Linked DNA regions of Anas platyrhynchos: region 1 is linked to region 2. A link is a contact called in public Hi-C data. All regions are on one chromosome and are shown on one strand. Each heading gives the region's core, a stretch centred on a gene start, on an enhancer-like site or on the middle of the called end of the contact. The rest is flanking DNA. Distances are from core to core; before and after follow the strand shown.

Region 1 (5,011 bases), core at 299-2,798, 97 kb after region 2:
CAGTTCCTTGATTTCTCTTGAATCTTTTTGTTGTTGTTGTTTTTATTATTATTATTATTATTATTTTATTCTACAGAGTTAAAAGTAAAAAGAAGAAGAAATGGACATGCAAGTTAATTGAAAAAATTACACAAATTAAGGTAAAAATTAAAACCAGCTTAACTGAGCATCTATTTAAGCAGTAACTGTGTGAGCATTTACTTCATAGAACAGTGATTTTCTGGTTTAGCTTAGAGGTGTGTAAGAACAGACTTATATGGAAGCAAGATATAATTGGGGAGATTTAGATTAGAGATTCGGAGGAAATTCTTCACCCAGAGGGTGGTGAGGCACTGGGACAGGCAGCCCAGAGAGGCTGTGGATGCCCCATCCCTAGAGGTGTTCAAGGCCAGGTTGGATGAGGCCCTGGGCAACCTGACCTAGTGGGTGGTGTCCCTGCCCATGGCAGGGGGGTTGGAACTGGATAATCTTTGAGGTCCCTTCCAACCCAAGCCATGCTGTGATTCTGTGATTCTATGAAACTGAATTAAGACTGTACACATACCAGCTTGCACCTATCATCACTCAAGCACGGGACCTTCTGAAGGCAGACAGTGTCCAACTCTGTCATGTGTAACAGTCATCGCTACCTGCCAGCTGGGTTCCCAACCCACTGGCTCTGTCCCGTTGTCCAGGTCATTTGGTTCAGGCTTATTCTGAGCACAGTGAGGTTCCACAGGCAGAAACATGCAATGTAGGAGTATAAAGGATTACAAAGGAGTACAATTTCCAGCTGGATACTAGGGGGACTTCTTCACTGGGAGGGTGACAAAGCACTGGAACAGGCTGCCCAGTGAGGCTGTGGGGTCTCCTTCTCTGGAGATATCCCAAACCCGCCTGGATGCCATCCTGCACAACGTGCTCCAGGTGACCCTGCTCAGCAGGGGGGTTGGACCAGATGATCTTCGGAGGTCCCTGCCAACCTCGGCCATTCTGTGATTCCATAAAGCAGTCAGATAGCTAATGGACACAGTGCCAGAGGGGGGAGGCACACTGCCAGGCCCAGCATTAACATGCCCTGCAGTAACACCTCACTCAGCACAGAAGGACCAGGTGGTCCTGGGTGAGGTGGAGATGTGTCAGCCTCTGCTGCTCCACAGCGAGTACTGGTTCCCAGTGTTGGTGAACAGCTTTCTCCTGACCTTTATTTTTCTTACACTTTAGGGTTTTCCTTCGTGCCACAGCATGAAACCCAGCTGGAGCTCAAATCACAAGGGTTACACGAGCTGACCTTGGCTTGCCATGGTCTTCCCTGAGGGACAACTTGGCCATGGGAGAACCGGGTGCTTGCCCTCAGCAAACTACCAGACCCCACAGCATGCGGGAAGGAGCACGAGTGGGTGACAGTGAGCCATGGGGCAGGATCGAGCCTTCCCTCTGACACTGTGCCAAAACAGGACATTTTATGCATTTTTATAGGCAGAGAGAGAGAGATTTTACCTCAACCACTCAGTTATTGGGTGGGTTGAGTGACTTCCCTTCAGACCCGCCCGCCCCACCGATCGCTCCGGATGCGCCTCAACGACAACCACAGCATCAACCACCCAGCGGGCTCAGGGCGCCGGCTGCTTCCCGCCTCCCGCCTCCCGCCACAGCGAGAGAACGAGTGCGGGCGGGCGCAGCCGGCGCCATGCGGAGCAGGGCGGAGGTGGAGGCCACGCTGCGCAGCGCCAAGCTGAGCCCCGCAGAGCTGCTGCCGGCCGCGCAGTGCCTCAGCTTCGGGCCGGGGACAGCCGGCCCCGGGGAGTGCTGCCTGCTGCAGCTGGAGCCCGGCCTCTGCGCCCAGCTGGAGGCCGGAGCCAGGTACCGCATCCCCCCTGAGGCGAGGGGGGCTGGGGGGCGGGGGGAGGCAAGGGGCGGAGGTGAGCTAAGTTGGGCCCCCGGTGCGGTCAGGGTGGCTGAGGTAATGACAGAAAATGTAGGCAGCATCTGTTATTTTTGAGATTTTTTTGTTGGGGAGTGTTTGCTCCTTTTGTTTTCTTTCTTTCCGCGTGGAAAAAAGTAGGTTTTAGGGAAGAAACGCTGCTGAGATTTTATCTGGAGCAGTGAAGGGATTCCTGCCAGACGGCTAGAAATTTGGAAATCCTTAAAAGAGTCCTGCTGACTTCCCAGATCCTCCTGCTGGAGCTTGAGGTGGCAGAGCAGCTACCAGCCCCACAACCAGGCCAGCGAGGGAAGTTTTGGCACATGCTGGGGTGGTTTTGTGACAGCCTCAACCTCAGCACCAACACCAGAGAATAAGTTTTTGAGCCGGTTTTAAAATTTCTTCATTTATCAACTGCAGTGCTACCCATATGATAAAAATGTTTTGGGTGATACAACGTTAGAGCTCCCCCTAAAGAAAAAGGTCCTCAGAGATGCCCATCAGTGAGCTTGTTGGTGCTGGGTGGAAGATGGCTGGGGTGTGCCTGTGGTTGGGGGACCACTCGGGGCATCGCTGGGCTCTGGTCACACACCCAAGCTTTGGGAATCAAAATTAGCAATTTAATTAACTTGAAAGTGAGCACTTAGCTCCCCCAGGCTGCACTGAATTGTGGTCCTGCTTCGGTATTACCATGCCCTCACTAAAAATCTCCATGTAGTCAAGTATGAGTTGAAGAAAGGGATTTGCCTTGATTCTTTATCTAGAAATTTTATAGAAGTCTATTTTTATTTTTATTTTTTTTTGTGTGTGTTTCCTGCTTGGAATCAGTTGCAAGAAAAATGCAAGTTTGTCTGAGGGATATCTGAAGGATACAGACAATTTCTGATTGCTTCATGTTTCACAATGGGCTAATTTCTGTCCTCAATAAGGAGCAGCTCAAGCTATAATCTGTTTTCCAAGGTTAGTGAGCTGGTTCAGGCATTAAGCATTGCTAACTCAATGATTTGGGGGGTTTGTGTGAATAGGCAGGTGAGGAGGTTAGGCTGTGGTCTGCATGAAAGCCTTGAATACCTGTCTTTCAGAGTGGGAAAACTCAAAAAAGGAGAGGTAACGACAGTGTTAAGATATTTTAGATAAATTGACAATTATAACTTTACATTTTGTTACACTGTGACTGCTGCTACCAAATAGAACTGCAGTTTATAATGCCTTTACCAATGTTTAAATATAAAGAAAAAAAATCACGTGTTTAATAGGTGTTCAGCCAGAAATAGAGGTAAAAATACATCTTTATTTTTGTGCTTTTTTTTTTTTTTTTCAGCCTGGTAATCCGTGGTGAAAAAGATGAACAAGCAGTGTTGTGCAGCAAAGATAAAACTTACGACATGAAAATAGCAGATACCTCAAATATGCTGCTGTTTGTTCCTGGTTGTAAAACTCCAGAAGAGCTGAATGCAGATGAAGCATCTGGCAGTGTTATTCATTCACAGGTATGGCTTTCTGGGTTTTTGTTTGTTTGCTTTAATTCTCTAAACCTGTATTCTCCATATTTCTTTTTGTATTTTATACAGGAGGCTTATGTAAAACCCCGTGTGTTTCAAGTTTTCAAAGAATATGTGATTTCTTAGTGTTAGCAGCTCTTCTGAAAACATGCTGTTTGTAAACTGATTCTTATGAATTCTTTCCCCAAAAGGCAGATTATACCGTGTCACGCTTGAATATTATTTTTTAAGTACAGAAATATATTCAAAGGTTACTCTTTTTCAACTAACATCTGGAAAGATTTGTTGGAGTGGATGATTGCAGAGTTCTGAGTTTAGAGAATTCATTGTTCTCTGCTCCTTTAAAGTGTAGTTAATAAAATTCTGCTAAAAAAATAGTTAGGTAAACATTGTTACTAGTTCATTATTTGCTTTAATAGACATAATGACATCACTGAAGAGTAATCCTGCTTGTCCTTGGATGAATGTAATAATCAAAGCATTACCATTTCTTCTGTGAAGTCAGCATTATTTCAAAGTTCAGGGGTCTTTTGCTGTTGTATTTTTAATGGTGAGCTCTTTGCCAAATAAAGAAATAATCTGATAAAGCATTCAGATTACTCTGAAGGTAAAGACTTATTAGATAGTGTTGTTGCATGAATTACACCTGAGCTTGTTGCTGGGGACTTTACATCTGTGTGTTGAATCAGAGTAAGAAATAGAGGTGTTCTGTTAGTTGTATGAAAGTGCAGATTCCTGTCTCATTAATGGCTGTTTTACTTGAGCTTAATGATAGGATGAGTCATTAAGATAATAATAACAATAAATAGACCCCAAAATGGGAAGAATAAGGGACGATGGAAACAGGAGAGGTTTTACGTCAGTAATATAACTTAGCATTAAGGGGAAATATTGACAAGGATTGTGCAGGAATATATCGCATCATGACAGCCTATCATTTATATGCAGAGATGAGCTGGTCCATTTGTCATATGCACTACAAATATTTTTTATCATACAACCATGGACTTCTATTCTTTGCTTCTGGTGGTAATTTTCTAAAGGAAAATATTATGGTGATGTTTCATTCACTTGTTAATAGATTCTTTTTCTCAGCAACTGGATTAAAACGTTTTGCTGATAATTTTTTGGTAAGCTCCTCTGAATCCAAGTGGTACTTTAAAATGTCCCTGTATTTTCCTGTAGATTGCTGGCTTCTCCAATAACTACTGGGAGTTGCGGAGATGTCGGCCTAAACTGAAGAAGCTGAGGAAGCTTCTGATGGAAGATCCGTATGAAGGACCAGATAGTGGGAAAGATCAGACTTCAGCAGTGTCACATGTAAGTCACTTTCTTGAAGTCAGTCATGGGCAAATAAAAGTAAAGAAACATTGTTAACTAGAAAAACAGCTTTGATGTTTCACAGCACTGCTTTGAGTTAAGTTTTTAAGCCTACAAGTATGTTATTATTAGCACTTCCACTGACTCGCAGGTAAGCTATCAGCTTTTCAGTAAGAAGAGGAAAAGGAAGGACACTGGAAGAGACTGGCAATTTCCCTTGTTATGTGGAGAGTTTCTTGAATACATTCTTCTGAACCTTCTCAAAATTCAGAGAGACTTATAGGGC
Region 2 (4,952 bases), core at 187-2,686:
TTCACACACAGGATGCTCTGCAGGATTGCTGAGTGCAGTTTGGCTGCTGCTGTTCCAATGCAACATGGTGCGAGATACAACACAGGGCGATGGTGCTGGAACAAGTCTCCAACTCATCTCTGCCACCCAATGCAGAAACAGGAGAAGCAAGAACAGGCTATGTTGTTCTGCTGTTTTTGAGGAAGAATTTTGGGGAAAAATGCCTCTTAATGTCCTAGATGTTGTACCTGGAGCCTAAGCCCTGCTTCAGGCCACTGTAAACTTCGGAGTGTTGATGATGATAATAATAATAGTTCAGCACACATAAGGAGTTACTGCTGTTTGGAACATCTGCCGTGTTAAATATTTGAAAGGTTTGGCTCGGACAATCAGTTCTTAAATGTGCTCTGAATGTTTTGAGCACACAACGTCTGCAACGACAGCAAGCATTTCAGTCCTTGTAGTAACAAACCATGTGTTTGTATTGCTTCTGCACATGCTGGTTTGTTAGAGCTAATATTAGTGTGTGTAAGAGACTGAGGAGTCAGCAGCTTAATTAAATCAAGATTCATCATGATCTTACTCTATCCTGTTCAATTCTTTTTCCCGATGCCAGGCAGGTGAATAATTTCCCTCCTTGTCTCCCATCCCAGACAGGCAATGTTTAAAAATGACCGGTCCCAACCTCTGCGAGAGAGTCAGCCTGGTCTTTGACTGACATCAGTCTTTTGATAGTTCTCCCTCTCATCCTCATTGCCCTCCTCTACTGACAGCCTGGAAAGCCTGGCTGGCAAGCTCAACAGGAGGACAGTTTTGTGTCTTTCACCTCTGAGCCTTCCCCAGTGAAATAATTCTGCAGAGATCCACCTAAGCTCTGCAAACCATCAGAGCCTACAAATGGGACTTGAACCTGTGTAATGATAAAAGCAATTCAGTTAGGATTTGACAGTATTCTGCTAAATTCAAGAGCAAAACTCATTGGTAAGGAAGAGGGAGGATAGGATCAGATCATTTCAAAGGGAGCCATAAGCACCTTTGAAATTCAGTAAGCTTCAGGCTTGGCTCCCACAGATAGCAGCTCTCTCTGAGCACTTCCCCACTGGTTCGTAGAGAGCTGTCTGCATGTCTGTCAATTGGCTGTTTCTGTACTGTGTTGGAAAAAGAGGCATTTTATTACTGAAATCAACTGTGAATCATAAAGGTGCAATTCACAGAACCATGTTCTGCCCTTCCATGTGGTCTAAAGCTCATTTTCTTCACATTTTTTTTTATTGTATCTGACGATAGTTTAAAAACTTGGGTAGTTAGTACCTGCATCCCCCCCTTCAGAAGAGGACAAAAAAAAAAAAAAAAAAAAAAAAAAAAGTGAAGGACAGCTTTGTTTCTTTGTTTCTCCAGTGTCCCACATTTTTCCTATACTTTATCTTAAAAAAAAAAATAAAAAAATCCACCCGTGGCCTTTTGCCATGTGCAGAAAGTATTACAACCATAAGGCAGGGCAGATAAGTTCAGATTACCAAGTACATGCTGTTCTTTTTCAAAAGCTTTCCTCATAAAACTTATGAAATATTTCATGGTATATACAATTTTCTGAATTAAGGGGCAAATGAACACCACAAGTGTGCAGTGCAGTGCTTCATTTTTGGGTTCACAATATTAGGTCGTAGCCTTGTGTGCCACATATAAGGTAATATTTGAAAATAAGGGTTTGAATGAGGCTGGTGATTTAATGATGCTTTTGTGTATCAGTGGAATGGCAAAATTCTGTATTGGCAATAGGTACAATGAGCACTCATTTTCTTTTTTGTCATCCTTTTTGCTAGAGTGATTTAGAGAACCACCATAGTCAAACCTGTGCTTCCCACACTGAATAATATTTCTTAGTAAGTCTGCATTCAGTGGGCAAGTCCAGTTCAGATGTACAAAACAATTTCCTAAGTATTTGCCTCTTATCTTTCTGCCAGTAACTGGTCAGATTGTAATTTTGCTTCTGCTTTTATATTTGTGCCATTTTTATACAGTTCATGCAATTCTCTCTGATTTTCAGCTGGGTAAATAAAGGAGAACCTCACCACAAATATTTACATTTGCTATTGTCATTTGCGTAACTGCATTCTCAAAGAGTTTTCAACGCTGTTTGTTAAACTGCCCCTGATTTTCTGCCAAGCAGGGCTCGGCTCTGCCACTTGCTCTAGAGGGAGCCTCTGGCTTGAGAAGATGGGAGGCAGGGGAGGGAGAAGAGCTCTGAGGGCTGCGAAGCTGCAGAGGCTGCAGGTTGATCCGCCTGACAGGTATCTGGCAAACCAGGACCAGAGCCTGCCAAAACTGAACATATGGGCTTGCAAAGAACAACTTTATGGCTAGAGAAGATTCAAAACACATAAAGAGTAATATTTTTCCACAGTCATGGGTTGCAGCTGATGGGGGGACCTGCTGTCCCTCTGCATGACAGGAGGCTTGAGGCCTTGCTCCTGCCTGGAGTCCGTGGGGTAAAGGGTGCTCCAGTGGGCCAGGGGCTGGATGAGAACTTGGCAGAGCAAATTCCAGCTCTGCTCCTCTGCAGGCCTCCTGGCTTTTGGTATCCATGCTGCCCACGTGGGATTTAACCTTCCAGGGGTTTAGGAGCTTGCCCAGAGACACTTGGAGAGCGGCAGATGTGGGAGTGAGGGACCTGCGGGCCGGCTGCTGGTTGTAAAACCCACTGACCATGAAGATGTCTGAGTGATCTAGTGGGACATACACAGGGCCTTTAGGTAGCTACAGATGAAACCTTAAATGCTGGTGGCCCTCTAAACACCTATATGCATTATCAAGTACTTTTAATGGATTAATTTTTTGTATGTCAGCACTTAATTTGTCCACAAATTTCACTTTGACTTCTTCATTTGTTTTTGGTCACTGTCTGTCCTCCTTGTGCTACAGAGGGGGAGCAGAAGCCCCCCATGTACCAAGGACTAAGGTGCCAAACCCTGAGATATTTGACTGCTGGTGTCGCATGGGACATGGCAGGGAGATCCACCACCAGCACATATGGGACAAGTATAAATGCTTCAGGGCACGTGGGAGCCACACACCTGCCATAATTGCAAGCAGTGGAACAAAACTCAGGTTTAACTGCTTGTATCCACCTGTGCTTCCTCTGCTCTCCTCTGCTGCAGCCGCAGTAGCTGCCACTTTCTTTTATAAGTCTCGGTTCTCTGATGGCAGCAGGTTGCCGCCCTGCTGGGACTCAGTGGGTGAAACGAGCACTTTTCAGGACAGATTAAAAACAGTACCACCCAAAAAGCAGGAAGAGTCTGCTGGAGCATGCAGGGAGTGATTATGTACGATCGTTTGTGTATACAGATTACAGCTCAGCTGACAAATGGCTCTGGTCTCCTTGATAGGCAATTCAGAGAGAAAACTGTTCTTGGGTGAGAGGCCACTTTGCAGCTTGACAAAAGGCATGAGGAGAGGAAAAGAAGGCCCATTACACGGGAGATTTAATAATAGTACATCATCACAGCCAGTTCTGTATGATACAGTTATGCAATGATTTCTCAGAGAACTGGCTAGATGGCCAGGAAGTCCTTTCCCATAAGCAACACTAATTGAATATGCAGCTGCATAACTCCAGCAAAATGACCAACAATAAGATGGTTGAATTAGCTGATATTATGAGGTCTTTTTTAGGGCTGTGATTCAGTTGTCCACACCTCGTTGTCTTGCACTGTATTTAAGTCAACCTTATGGACTTAATCTCCAGATGTGATTTGGAGGGGCATGGCTTTCCCCATAGGTCCTCTCTGCCCCATAAGAGCATCTCATATACCCGAAAGCATCTTCAGTGTCACCCGATATTTAAATGTATGCAACTGCACTGAGCCCCTAGATTCTAATTCCAATGAGATAAATAGTAGATGCCATCACTCCACTGCAATGCTTTTTTTAGATTATCTGCAGATGGAGGGAAAGAGCCCTGCATTAAACCACATGCCAAAGGTCATCTTTGCAATTACAAGTCTATTGTTAGGAGTTAATCATGATAGCTGCTGGAAAAGAAGTATCATCAAGTAGCCTTTAAAATGTGGACAATTTGCCCCTAATTATATGATTTTTGTTCCTGTATTATGTTGCTTCCTGAAGCTCTGCACATTAAGACAACATTGCCTGTTTTTTGGTTTATATGCTTCATTGCTTGGTTTTGTGTGTGGCTTGTTTTTGGTTTTGTTTTCAAAAGAAATAGTAATCAGTGAGAGTTAAGATGTTTTCTGTGTCTTCATCTCCCAGATACAATTTTTGACTGAACCAGAAGAGAACAATTTTTTCTGTAACTATGAGGTCAAGAGGATTTGTATCTAAATGGCCTCTGGAAGGGAATACTGATGCTGCTATAGAAAGGCAAATCAATAACCCTTGGAAAATAACCTCTTAGGAGAATGAACAATAATACAATCATTCGGATACATGCACAGCAGGTAATGAAACATTTTTAGAAAGTGTAAGGCAGATTTCATCATCAAAATTGAATATTTAAGAGGGTAACTCAGTATGCTTTTATAAAGGCTTCCTTTAAGTGTATTTTGCAGTAGGTGATTTGTCTGCTGGACTGTAATGGAAAATGAATTATTGAATTTTTTAAATATTCAAGAGGATCTTGTGGATTCTGGAAAAATACAAACAAAGCACACACACATCCCAGTCCCCGGTAACAAAAGCATGCATTAAGTTATCTTCAAAAAGCAGCTGAGCTGACAATGCCTATAAAACAAAACAGGCAACAGGAAAATGTAACATCAAGATCTTAAATACTTTCATGTTTCTTCCTTTCCAAGTTAGCCCACAGAATCCAATAGGTTCCATGTGCAATATTTAAAAGAGTTTCGAGAAAATCTTATCTTGTTTCCAGAAATACTTTGCCGGTAAAGCAAGGATTTTGAGAACACAAGTTAAATGGATTCCTGATCCCGCAAACTGCCGAGCACTTCTTCCAA

What was found. Hi-C and Micro-C count contacts between places; a contact is called where the count stands out from the background.
Region 1: a contact with region 2 is called in a Hi-C map of F5 follicle, with 4 times the contacts expected there. The contact joins the promoter of DSCC1 here to the enhancer-like site in region 2. A contact is called at or near these places in 6 of 8 Hi-C or Micro-C datasets (F1 follicle, F5 follicle, liver and 2 more).

Annotation. Positions count from the first base shown.
Region 1 is chr2:13,438,088-13,443,098 of IASCAAS_PekinDuck_T2T, forward strand. DSCC1 (DNA replication and sister chromatid cohesion 1) reads left to right here and starts at 1,549. Exons shown (of 9, transcript XM_038173957.2): 1 at 1,549-1,842; 2 at 3,225-3,393; 3 at 4,591-4,725. The coding sequence starts at 1,670.
Region 2 is chr2:13,341,680-13,346,631 of IASCAAS_PekinDuck_T2T, forward strand. No RefSeq gene overlaps it. Among named protein-coding and RNA genes, the nearest start is that of COL14A1, 11 kb to the left of the region's middle. Within about 2 kb of position 1,437, at least 4 of the 8 cell types and tissues checked have an H3K27ac peak or open chromatin away from gene starts, as enhancers often do. A contact at or near this core is called in F1 follicle and F5 follicle, where this site is marked.